3 separate regions of the Mus musculus genome follow, and all the other regions are linked to region 2. Evidence: chromatin contacts called from public Hi-C data. All regions are on one chromosome and are shown on one strand. Each heading gives the region's core, a stretch centred on a gene start, on an enhancer-like site or on the middle of the called end of the contact. The rest is flanking DNA. Distances are from core to core; before and after follow the strand shown. Region 1 has its middle 3.5 kb from the start of Gm39928. Region 2 overlaps Bcl2l11 (BCL2-like 11 (apoptosis facilitator)). Region 3 overlaps Gm36203 (a long non-coding RNA gene).

What was found. Hi-C and Micro-C count contacts between places; a contact is called where the count stands out from the background.
Region 1: a contact with region 2 is called in a Hi-C map of bone marrow-derived macrophages, with 19 read pairs. The contact joins two enhancer-like sites. A contact is called at or near these places in 2 of 484 Hi-C or Micro-C datasets (bone marrow-derived macrophages and nephron progenitors), 1 of 115 datasets of contacts at active chromatin or transcription factors (T-cell acute lymphoblastic leukemia) and 1 of 9 other capture datasets (embryonic stem cells).
Region 3: a contact with region 2 is called in a Hi-C map of bone marrow-derived macrophages, with 30 read pairs. The contact joins two enhancer-like sites. A contact is called at or near these places in 4 of 484 Hi-C or Micro-C datasets (B cells, the CH12 cell line, bone marrow-derived macrophages and 1 more), 4 of 115 datasets of contacts at active chromatin or transcription factors (T-cell acute lymphoblastic leukemia, epiblast stem cells, large pre-B cells and 1 more) and 1 of 9 other capture datasets (embryonic stem cells).

Annotation. Positions count from the first base shown.
Region 1 is chr2:128,551,179-128,555,309 of GRCm38.p6, reverse strand. No RefSeq gene overlaps it. Among named protein-coding and RNA genes, the nearest start is that of Gm39928, 3.5 kb to the right of the region's middle. Within about 2 kb of position 2,024, at least 26 of the 459 cell types and tissues checked have an H3K27ac peak or open chromatin away from gene starts, as enhancers often do. A contact at or near this core is called in bone marrow-derived macrophages, where this site is marked.
Region 2 is chr2:128,151,966-128,155,970 of GRCm38.p6, reverse strand. The region is part of intron 3 of Bcl2l11 (BCL2-like 11 (apoptosis facilitator)); the gene reads right to left. Among named protein-coding and RNA genes, the nearest start is that of Gm14009, 16 kb to the left of the region's middle. Within about 2 kb of position 2,305, at least 77 of the 459 cell types and tissues checked have an H3K27ac peak or open chromatin away from gene starts, as enhancers often do. A contact at or near this core is called in bone marrow-derived macrophages, where this site is marked.
Region 3 is chr2:128,572,002-128,576,556 of GRCm38.p6, reverse strand. Gm36203 (a long non-coding RNA gene) reads left to right here. Exons shown (of 9, transcript XR_866725.3): 5 at 530-674; 6 at 1,165-1,281; 7 at 1,931-2,076. Among named protein-coding and RNA genes, the nearest start is that of Gm36203, 18 kb to the left of the region's middle. Within about 2 kb of position 3,121, at least 34 of the 459 cell types and tissues checked have an H3K27ac peak or open chromatin away from gene starts, as enhancers often do. A contact at or near this core is called in bone marrow-derived macrophages, where this site is marked.

The DNA.
Region 1 (4,131 bases), core at 775-3,274, 400 kb before region 2:
AACATGGCTTGTCTTGCTCTGCAGGCGTCTGCAAACTGCCTGCGGCCTTCTTCCAGCTCCCGTATTCTGCCTGGAGCAATCGGGTAATTAATTCCTAAGACGATAGCAAGGGGATAATGGAGGCGAAGGCAACAAGATCTGAGCAGTTCCGGAACACAGATCTGGGGGTACAGTCAGCACCCTCTTCTTCACTGCTCTGACAACAATGGGGTAGCCTTGTCATTGGCCCCCCCCCCCCGCCCTGGTCCTGTCATCCTGGGTTCAGCCTCCCTTGGCTTCTCTTCTACCTGCTTGACACCCCTTCCTCTGGACAGCGGGGGTTAGAGTCAGCTGGGATTCTCTTAGAACAGCTGGGTAGTGGGAAAACACACCTGCGGCGTACACATGCCTTTGCACATCTATGCAGACTTTCATGTGGCCCCTGGAAAGACTTACTTTCGCTTGAATACTTAAAGAATTTAGAAAAGAAATCAGAAGTATGAATATAAAATATAGTTAGCAGCAGGCTAGTGTATGCTCTATGGAGGAGGGTGCCATTGAGAGCCTGACTCTGACATCCAAGATGGCCCTTGTACCAAAAACTGCTGAGAGCAAGCTCACAGCTGGCAACAGGTTCATGCTCTCTGTGCACTGTGACTGCAGCGTCTCATTTCCCTCTCCTGGAGAGCCAGAAGGGAGCCATAACTTAATGGCCTTTCTCTTTCCCCTAACACTCATGTACCAAACCAGAGATGGCTGCTCTGAGAACCCAGCAAGAGTGTCACACCCACCAATGAAAATGCATGGGCTACAGAACCTGAAAAGGGCCTGTGAACCTGGGCCAAGAAGAGCCTGTATCTTGGAGAAGGGCCTGTCTCCTGCCATCTACACTTCTTCCTTAGAGACTTGCAGCTATGACTCTTTAGCAGGAGTCACCAGGGTTGCCAACTCTCAGGGTGTAAGTGGGAACAACGCCAGCCTTGAAAGATGGCTGGGTCACCCATGGAAGGAGTTACAGAGACAAAGTTTGGAGCTGAGACAAAAGGATGGTCCATCTAGAGACTGCCATATCCAGGGATCCATCCCATAATTAGCCTCCAAGCGATGACACCATTGCATACACTAGCAAGCCTTTGTTGCAAGGACGGTGATATAGCTGTCCCTTGTGAGACTAGGCCGGGGCCTAGCAAACACAGAAGTGGATGCTCACAGTCAACTATTGGATGGATCACAGGGCCCCCAATGGAGGAGTTAGAGAAAGTACCCAAGGAGCTAAAGGGAACTGCAACCCTATAGGTGGAACAACATTATGAACTAACCAGTACCCCAGAGCTCTTGACTCTAGCTGCATATGTATCAAAAGATGACCTAGTCGGCCATCACTGGAAAGAGAGGCCCATTGGTCAGGCAATCGTTATATACCCCAGTACAGGGGAATGCCAGGGCCAAAAAATGGGAATGGGTGGGTAGGGGAGTGGGGGGGGGGGACTTTTGGGATAGCATTGGAAATGTAATTGAAGAAAATACGTAATAAAAAAAAAAAAAAGAAAAAAGAAAAAGAAAGATGGCTGGGGCCACAGGAGACAGCTGCTAGCAGGTCTTCGTGAGACTGCCTAGTCACGGGCTATACAGGTTAAAAACAGAGATGGGGGGCCAGGACACCCTGGTTTTTAACATATACTTGTTGCTTTGGCCCCATCTTCCAAACCTAAGTAGCATCTAGCCTTCTGTACTATGGGCAAGTTGAGGCCAGACAGTGGGAAATAGTGTGTCCTACCCTTGCCATCCCATGGCCTACCTTCCCCCAAGCAGCTGTCGCATGGCTGGAAAATTGTTGATTCTTGCCTTTCACCAAACCTGCATGAGGCTTGGTTGGCATGTTGGCAGAGAGAGCCTACAAATGCTCCTAGTATGCATGGCCCAGCCACATCTCCCGCATTTTAGAATGAATAAACCTCTTGTTGAGATGCCACCCTAGCTTGGATCACTCTGTGCTAAGCCCAGGGATCTGACCCTTGTGGAATTCCCCGGATGTTAGGGTGTGGCAGTCTCCTGAGACATTTCAGGACAATGGGGTTGTGAAAAGTTCCGAAAAAGCTGCCAACACTCAGATTCTAGCTCTGACCATGATTGAAGTTCTAAAGCTCTCTGAAGCTAGGGTTCCTCAGGAGGGATAACAATAGGAAGCAAGTTACCAGGTTGCTGGGTATGAGATGAATTCATTCTTACAGAATTAGCTCAGCACCAGACGGGCTCAGGAGTCATTCACATCCCTGGATAGGGCGTAGCCTTGACCTACTTCTCCTTCTCAGAGGGAAGCAGGCTTAGTGGGCCCCTTCTCCTTGTTGGTTACACAGAGATTTCCTTTAAATCCTTTAAGTGCAGTGTTTACTATGAGGGAACTGATTTGGATCAGTTGCTGGACTTCACAAACACATCGATGATAGATGTGTCTGTCTGTTGAGCAAGAACTTCTGGGGTGGGGCCTCCACTGGCTGGTTCTATATGGGGGTCAGATATTTCAGAGTCCTAAATGAAGCCAGCTTGTGCCCAGTGTAGTTACCTTTCTTACTGCTCTGGCAAAATACCTGACAAGGCAGTTTTGGGAGTGAAGCATTTATTGTGGTTCATGGTTTAATAAGGGACACAGTCCATCAACAGGAATCTGAGGAGACACACCACACTGTCTTGGCAGCCCTGTAGCAGAGAGTAGTCAGGAAGTGAGTGGGTCCCCCCACCAGTGAATCACTTCCTCCAGGAAGGCTCTACCTCCTAGGCTCTACAACCTTCCTCCGGAACAATGCTACCAGCTGGGGATCAAGTGTTCAAACACTTGAACCTGTGTGGGACATTTTGAGTTCAAGCCGTAATGGGCTCCTTCTGAGTTAAAGCTTGCCTGAGCTGGGCAATGCAGCCCTGCCAGTGGATGAGTGGTGGTTAGGACTCGCCTAAGGGTTCTTGTGACCTGGCCCAGCACCTCCTACCTGGGATGGGACCCTCCCCCGCCTCCTGCTTTGAACATTCTCCTTAAGTGCTGGGCTGGGGTGAGGATTTACTCACGTGCCCTGTCCTGTTCCCTCTCCCATGTGCTGACTCACCTGTGGTTTCAGTTCCCAGAACCTCTTGTGCTGTGTTTTGGTTGCGGGAGTCATGTGTGCACCTTGCCTCTTCCCACGGCTGAGGCTGAGCCCGAGCCTGGCCTTACTCCTGTTACCACATCCAGACCTTCCCAGAAAACATTGCAAGCATACACCATGCAATTTTCTAACTCGTGAGAAAAGAAGTAGAGAGTGACGTGCCATGCCGTCCATTTTTAGTTCAACAAAAATGACATACCCAAACCAACTTCTTGCTTAGCTTACCTTCTAGAAACGTTCAGAAACCTTGAGATCCACTGGTAGCATCCATCTCTAGCCTCTGCCCTGCAAGCCAGGCCCCTGACACAGGCTGTCCATCTCTCCCAACCACAGCGCTGGTCTCCCAGGGCAGAGGAGGCCTTCTCCCTTTTCCTTTGCTTTAGCTCTGGACACATTGTAGCTGGATGGGGAACCCTTGAGGAGAGGTTTTACACTTGGACTTTTTAAAAAAAGGTTTTCATAAGGGCAAAAGTAAACAAAAAAAAATGCATCCAACACAGAAAATACAAGGAAGAAAGTGTGAGCTGAAATTCAGCTCCATTGACAGAGTCATTACATATCCGGTAACTTCTGCCTGTCTGTGATGGTGACCAGCTATCTCCATCAAGGGAACTGACACCTGGTGACTCTTGCCTGTCTGGGATGGTGAACTAACCGTCTTCATCATAGAAACCGACACCTGGTGTTGTCTGCCTGTCTGGGATGGTGAACTAGCTGTCTTCATCATAGGAACCGACACCTGGTGGTGTCTGCCTGTCTGGGATGGATGATAAACCAGCCATCTCCACCATGGGAACCGACAGCATCACACCACACAGGCTCTTTTCCCACTTCTTATCTTCCTAGCCCTGGGCCAACTTCTTTCACGGTTTTCTATTTTGTTTTTTTGGCACTGGTACTAAACCCAGGGCATCAAGGAAGCCAGGCAAGTATTTCTATCGCTAGCTATACCCACAACCCCTGAGGACACATTTTTACTAGACTATTTCTATGAAATACAGTTCCCTAAGGATCT
Region 2 (4,005 bases), core at 1,056-3,555:
AAAGGATCATGCCAAGCGTCCCACAACCACCAGTGAGCAAGCACGCGCGCACGCGCGCGCACACACACACACACACACACACACACACCTGGTGACAGGCTGGCAGGCTGGAGGAAGTACAGGCCCCTGGGTGCTTGGGCCAGGACATGTCAAGCCTCAAAATGACCATCATCTGCAGTGGGGGCGGGGTGGGTGTCATCAGTTAAATGTCACTGTTCAGGGGAAAAGACATCTATGTGCTGCAAGGTCCCTCACAGCTTATGTAGAACTAGAGAGACAACAACAGAAAACACAGCAAGAGTGAGGGCATCAGCTTCTTTTCCCTGGGCCCTCAGCTCTTGGCAGAGCCATCTTTTGGCCTGTGTCCAGCGTGTCTGCATCAGTAACTCACACGCAGGCACTCCCAGAGGCATCTGCGGACTGGGGTACAGCTCAGTACCACACCTATGCTGCCTGGTACAAGACAGACCGCTCCTCCTGATTAAAACCTCTTGAAGCAGAAAAGAAAGTACAATAAGGTCTCCCTCCTGGCAACCCCTCTACATGGGCCACAGAGTCCTCCAAATTCTCAGGTATGGCTGTCTACGGGGCAGGACCTCCACCAAGGTGGCTAAGATGAACTCACTGGCTGGGGCGGGGTTAAGGTGTGACTATAAACACTGAGAGGCACAGCATAAATAAGTCAAAGAGGGGGAATGTGAAGACACCATTGCTGCCGAGACTGATGTTCGACTTGAGGTCCGTAGAGCTGCGGAGACATTAACTACTAAGTCATAAAGATACTTGGGCGATCTATTATCCTGATGCAGTTGTGGGAAGGGTTTTTTTTTTTTTTTAAGGCATCAGAGACAAGCAGCCCCCTGAAAAGATGTTCTAGTGCCCTTAGGACTGTGTGTCTAAGAGTCACCCACTGCCACTGCCAGCTGAAAAATAAATTTCAGGCTTTTAAGCCTTTAAAGCAACCCCACAGGGCCCGTGTGGTTGCCCCAGACTACAAATGGCTGGAGGTGTCAGGACAAGAGGTGGCAGGGCCAGGACAGGTAAGCTGGATCCAACTCACACCTAGAAGGCATGTGACACCTAGGACCTCACACTCAAATTCCCAGAATGGAGAGCAATGATTGTGGACAGAGGCGACTCTGGAGTCCACACAGCGCTGCCTCTCAACGATTGAGGCTGGGAATTCCAGACTGGATCTGTGGAGTGGGATGCGAGACCAGACCCTGCGAGTAAGCTCAGCAATGCAGCTCAGATTCTGCTACAGTAGAGCGCAAATGCCAACCTCCTGTGTAGAGCTCGCACGCGACACAGCACTATGCAGAGAGCTGACCCCAGCGAGGGGGGCTTGGAGTAACAACCACATCACAACTAAAGGTAAAGGTTGAGAGAGATTTCAAATCACATCAAGAAGACCCAGAGGTGAGACCTGTGGCAACATAACCTCAAGTCCTGTTTCCTGGCAGTCAAGGTAGTGGGGCAAAAATGGTGGTGTTGGGCTGGAAAGACAGCTCAACGGCTGTGAGCATATACTGCTCTTCTTGTGTACCTGGGTTCTTTGCACCCTCAGATGGCTCATAACTGCCTGTACATCTAGTTTTAGGGGCTCCACTGCCCTCTGTCCTGAGAACAACCTGCACACACATGATGCGCACATACACATAAATAAAAGATGAATAAATAAGTCCTTTTTATAGACTGACAGTATCCTATCCCAAGTTCTTAGAGACAAAAGCGTCCGAGAATAGGCACACCCTCCGTTGGATGGGTGTTTTACATACAATGCCCACACTGAAGAGTCTTAAACTTCTAACAGGTTTGCATGTAAGGCAAGTAATCATAGGAAACTGAATTTTGGACTGTGAGACCAGGAAGGACTCTGGCAGTCTCTGCTGTAGGTGCTGACTCCTGAGAAGGCAATGCCAACGTCCTCCTGGATGGTGCACCGGCCTCCATCCTCACCACTGAGTGAGCCATCCAGGAGGCTGAGGGGTACCCACAACACAGCTATACCACGCCTCTATGGGATCCTAACCCAGCCGTCTAAACAATGTTGAGTATAGCAGCCATGAGGCCTTTCCCCTCTCTCCACCCTCAGACAGAGAATTTACTGAGATTTCCATGCTGGTTCAATGCCCACGGCTGCCTCGAGGCCAGGCAACGGCTGCCCAGGGACTGCATTCACTTCCCATTTGCCACAAAGAGAACATGTGCATCTAAACAGCCTGGGTCTCATAGCTTAGCGATCACGAGACGGCTGGAGACAGTGCACAAGAGGCACCCTACCGGTATGACGTAATGCCTCTGAACATCAGAGGAACAAATGTGCTCCCCCCACAACCCCCCAGCACAGCAAGCAAGCTGAGCGGTCGTCACAGATCTACCATGGCCACGCTGGCTTGACAGTTATGTACAGACTGCAAATATTCTCAAGGACCAAACGTGTATCCTATCTCCTCTGCGTCGTATAGCAGTAACTGTTAAAAGTGGAGGCCTTTTATAGGGACACAGAAACCACTTCACAATCTCACTCACAGCGGGAGGCTATCTCTCCACCCACCCTGGAGGTGTGACACACAGTTCTGCTTGGTGGGGATCCTGCCAGGCTGGCCTCAGAACCAGAAGCGGGTCCTGCTCTACAGCCAGCCAAACAGGGTTCAAGATTGGTAGTATGTCTCCTGTGAGAGCTACGAGGGACAAAATACTCAACTCAGGGCAGGAACATGCTGTTCTGAAATGCTAAGTGGGATGTAACACACTTTAACCACAACTAAAACCTCCTGCTTTGGTTCAGCGAGGTGAAGTCTAGGCAAGGGATGATGCAATCACCTTATTATTTTTATGTGTCTGCAGAAGGGCCAAACCGTCCTTTCTTTGCATCTTCATTTCCTCCTCCAGAGATTTAAAAAAAAAAAAAATTACCCTGAGAACCTGCCTGAAGTTCCCCTCCGGGCACCTGCACCTCCTCTTGGTTGCACGTTCACGGCTCCCTATCCCACAACGGCCGGGTAGCCCTGCAGGTGTAGCACCTGCCAGGCCCCACAGCACCCTCACACGTGGTGTGTGGTGTAGATCAACACAAGGATGTCTAGCCCAACACCCCGCCAGCCATTCGAACACACCCCAGTGCTTCAGTCTCCTCTCATATTTGCCTACACCCAGACAGATGCAGCCTGCGCCTGTAGGGTCCAACGCACTTGCTTCAAAAGCATGTCCGAAGCATGTAAAGGCAGCCAGGTGGACAGGGTTCCTGGCACCACTCAACGTGACAGAGAACGGGGTGATAATGGCACCCAGATTCTCGAGCACGCAGGGTTCAGCATCCGACACTAGAGTAGACCCCGTGGCTCTGGATGGGGTGCACTTGCTGACGAGCCAAGCTGCCCTCCCTCAGTAGCTACAGGGAACCCTCATTCAGAAAAGCAGCTCAATGCTATGGAGTGAATAACACAGCTCTTTCCGCTTGCCTCAGGGGAGAAACCGAAGCACTCGCCACCTCCAGTCACTAAACAGAGGTGGCATGTGTGGTTCAGTTCAGATATGAACAAAGCCTAAAACCAAAATGCCCAACCGCTCCCTCCAACTGCGACACACAATTGTGTCACAGACAAGAGCAGATAACAGTTCACCTTACCTCCTAGTGACTGCGTTTGCTACAAGAGGGACCTGCGACTACCATGTGAAGAGACCCCATCCTTCCGTGAGTCAGATCTAGTGTGATTTTACATTGATATTCATGCCTTTAATGGCAACAGTTTAAGAAAGCAACTTATCTTATTAAACTCCAGCTTTCAATTAATGAGGGCCTCTGGAGAACATGGCCCGAGGCCACACATCTCTGGTTGGTTTCATCCAAGCAAGCTATAATTTCGGCCTCTCCCTTGTTGGTGATTTATAGGAACCACCGTCATTTCTAAAAGCACGGAGTCAGATAGCATAGTGGGCTCCCTTTCTTAGGAAAGCGAGACGGACAGGCTTCAAGTTTAAAGTATACAAATGCTCCTGTGC
Region 3 (4,555 bases), core at 1,872-4,371, 420 kb before region 2:
GCAGGTGGCTGTTTGTGCTACACTGTTGACTGTGTGCTACAGAGGTGATTGTGTGTACTAGGGAGGTGACAGTGTGTGATAGGGAGGTGACATTGTGTGTGAGGGAGGTGACTCTGTGTACTAAGATGGTGACTGTGACCCAGAGGTGACTGTTTGAATTAAGGAGGTGACTGTATGTGATAGTGAGGTAACTGTGTGTGCTGCAGAGGTGACTGTGTGTGGTTGGGCGGTGGCTGTGTATGCTACAGAGGGGGAGTGTGAGTGACAGTGAGGTGCTGGGTCCCAAAGAGGTGATACAGAGGCGTTTCACCAATAAAGGCTAGGCTCACAACCGAAATGTAAGGAGAACATCGGAGGTCTCATTTTTGGGGCTGCCCAATCTGAGATGATCTGCCTTCAAAACTGAGATGTAAATAACCCTCTAAGTTTCCTATAATCAGGTATTTGCTGAATTGACAGGAAAGAGTCAAAGACATCAGCCCTTTCCAGTGGGTTGTGTAAGCTGAAGCAAAGCTGTTCTTCCTTCCAGGTAGCTTTCACTGAGGGTCTTTATCACAGCAACAGAAAGCAAACTGGGATGGCTGACTGGGTTTCAGGAAGAAGCCACAGGTCAATGTTGGCAGACGTGTTGGAGCAGTAGGGCCAAGGAGACAGCATCCTGTCTGATCCTCCCGGTGAATCACCTTCACGGTTTCCTGTTGGTCCTGGGACAGAGGGGGAGGTAACGGGAGATGGGGAGGAGAAGGAGGGGGAGGGGAAGGAGGGGAAGGGAGAGAGGGAAAGGAAGGGAGAGAGAGAAAGAGGGAGGAAGGTGAAGAAGGAGAGAGAGAGGTGAGGCGGGAGGAAGGAGAGAGAGACAAAGCAGGGGTAGAGATTGTCTAAGAACTTTTATTAGTCCTGCCTTTCAATTTCCTGTGTTCATGGACTGGTACTCATTCCTTTAATGCATCACAGTGAATACAAGAATGGTGTCTGGAAATGAAATCTCCAGCCCATTTCTGCCTTGAACCTTGGCCAGAAACCTTCCCTGTTCTCTCAAGAACAACAGCAGTCTTCAGGATTCAGCTATAGACATCTTATAAGGAAATGGTCATTAGTAAAAGCTAATGGATATACATTGCTAAATATATTGACATAGACATTATTTTGAAACCTTTACTATAGGAAATCTGTTCCTCCCCCAACCCCCATCCCCAACCATGGACTCTGAGTACTAGAAGTTCATAAATCAACAGTGCCACCCCTTGTGAAGACCTGCGTCCCACTCTGTGTGCTAGCAAGGTGACTGCACCCCTGGTTCTGGTTCCAGTCAAGTTGATGCTGTGAGAAGGGTAGAGGAGGGGAGGAGAGGGGATTGGGGGGGGGGGGGATGGGAGGAGAGGAGCCTGTACCTCACACCAGCAGGAGGCTGTCTTGTTTTTAGATGGAGGTGTGCTGTTGATTATGCCAACGGGAAACAGTGGGCTCAAACTGCAGGTCTCATTCCTTTCCCTTCAGTAAAGACAGGCGACTGTTGATCACTGTCCACGGCCCACTAGAAAGAGGCAGGAAAGTGAGAAGATACAGTGTCTAGAATGTTCTTCCTGAAGGGATGGGCCTGTCTTTGGGGAGGTTGCCAGTACAACTGATTCTTTCCCTAAATTTCTCTTTTTAAAAAAGATTTATTTATGTATTTTATGTATGTGAGTACTCTGTAGCTGAACAGATGGTTGTAAGCCATCATGTGGTTGCTGGGAATTGAGTATAGGACCTCTGCTTGCTCTAGTCAACCCCACTCACTCAGTCCCTGCTTGCTCCGGCCCAAAGATTTATTTATAGAACTCAGAACCTTCAGAAGAGCAGTCAGTGCTCTTACCTGCTGAGCCATCTCCCCAGCCCTTTCCTCTAAATTTCAACTGTGGGTCTAAAACTGATTTTTTTTTTAATCAAGCCATATATGTCCACGGATGTACTCCTGTCTCACCTGGTCACGCTTGGAAATTTTACACATTTGCATATTTGCACTGTTGCTTGAATGACTATGAGGGACTCCAGAGCATAAAGATCTTCAGTGGTGGCAAATTTTCAGGATGTAAGGTTTGTTTTGTTTTGTTTGGAGAAATAGCCATGTGTTTGTTGATATGAACTGAAGGTAAGTAATGAGGACACAGCCACCTGCTACACTCACTGTGGGAGGTCTGGAAAGCGGTGACCTTGCCAGAGTGAACCTGGACAGAAGCATTAGCTGCTATTTTCTGTAGGACTTTTTTTTTTAAAAAGAAAATTATTTATTTTATTTTGCGTGCATTGGTATTTTGCCTTGGTATTTTGCCTGCATGCATGTCTATGTGAGGGTATCAGACTATCTGGAACTCCAGACCGTGGTTGGAAGATTGGTTGTATGTGGGTGTCGGAAACTGAACCCAGATCCTCTGGAAGAGCGACTGGTGGTCTTAACTGCTGAGTCATCTCTCTGACTCTTAAGCTGGCTCTTCTGGATTCTTTAGAGCACACTAGACATCTTTACAATGGTGTGTTTGATTTGAAAAAAAAATGGAGAAGCAGGGACAGGAGAGATGGCTCAGCATTAAGAGCACTGGTTGCTCTTCCTAAGTTCCCAGCACCTGTATGGCAGCTCACAACAGCCTGTACTCCAGTTCCAGGGGATCTGACACTGCCTTTTGGACTCCTTGGACACTGTATGCATGTGATAAACATATGAAAATCAAGCAGAACTCATAAAGTAACAAAATTAAATTTAAAATGGAGAGAGAAGATAGTAATTTCACTGTAGGCCTTCTTTCCAATATATTATTCATGGTGCTTCTGATCCCTTGTCATATCAGAAGGACACTTCCGTTCTCCAGTTTTCCAACCTCTAAAATGAGAACAATGGAGCTTACCTCATGCACTGTTTCTAAGAGTTGAGGGAGATGCTAAATGAAAGTTGTCAGCAATAGTGGGGTAGACTCCACTTAACCCAACATCTGAGTATATACTCTGTGATATAACGCTAAAATATATGATTCAGTGTGTGTGTGCGTGTGTGTGCGCGCGTGCGTGTGTGAGCAAGCCCATATAGTGTGTCCTCCTATATTGAATTTTCTAGCTCTCTCTCCTTGGCAAGTAGAGGCATTTGGCAAGTGATACTACCATTGGCCAGTAGGTGGCAGAAGCTGTCCGTCATGGACACTAGTTTGGTTCCAGTCTCAGAAAGGGAAGATCTTTCCCTAATCTAGCCAGGGCTTTATGGCAATGCTTAATCACATGGCAAGGAACATGCAATAACTACTGGTATTTCTGTAAACACACATGCTAAGAAGCAGCTGCTAGCTAGGGAGGAGGGAACATTCAGTCAGAGGTCTCCTGAGGACAATCTATATAAGGAAAGCCCTATGAGGGTTTTGTTTTTGTTTGTTTTTTTAAATCCATCAGCCAGTCAACCTTCCTGACTCATTGAAAGAAACATCTATAATCCAGAAGACAGTGATAATACATGTTGTGGATTATAGTGTGGTTGACGGCTGCCTGTCTCCTCCACTCCCCTCACGGCTCCAATCCTGGTGTCAAGATCACCTACAGAGTGTGCCTGCAGGATTCGGTGCCTTCCGCACTGTTGCATGTGCTTGCTTCTTCTCTTGTCCTGGCAACTTGCCGGAGTTAGGCCTTTCTCGAGAGGAAAGTTTATTTGAACTTCATTCTACCATTACTAAAATTGGCACCAAATAGATCTGTAGCTGAAGACACATCTCAGCCAAACAAAAAGTGGAATCTGCCGAACACTGGGCAACAAAGGATTCAGTGCGTGCAGAAACTTTGCACAACAATTGTTAACGGTGGGAAAATACACAAGAGTATGACACTCATCATCTCAGGGTTATTTATCTGTATACAGGGCCCTGCAGTGTAGCCCAGGCTGAACTCCAGTTTGTAATCTCTAAAGCCCTGGGATTGCAAGCATTCCACCAATCCCAGATACCTTCACCACTCAAAGGTATTTAGTTGAGTAGTGCTAAGTACTCTCACATAATACAGAACTGTAGCTTACATCCATTACACTATTTGGTAAACACCAGAGGTGCCTTCAACAGCCACCAACAACTACCATCCAGATCTCTATCTCTAGGAACATGACTATTCCAAGTGCCCCATATAAATGGAATCATAGAGTACTGGTCATTTTATGATGGGACTTTTTATGTATTATGTATTACATATGATGTATTATACATTCTTGTTTTCTCTATATGTTTATTTTTAAAAATAATTTTTTATTGTTTTATTTATGTGTCTATGTGTACATATATGCATGCGAATGTGTGTGTGTTTGTGTATATGTGTGTATGTATATATGTATATTCCCATGGAGGTCACAAAAGGTTGTTGGATCCCTGGAGCTGGAGCTACAGGTGGCTGTGGGTCTGTGGAATTGAACTCCTCTGCAAGAAGAGCAAGTTCTCTCATCTCTGGGCCTCTCCAGCCCCTGAGACGATTAATGTTATATACCACCTTGACTGGGCTAAGGCGGGACCAAATAGTTGGCAGACATTGTATCTGGATGTAGTTAGTTTCTGGA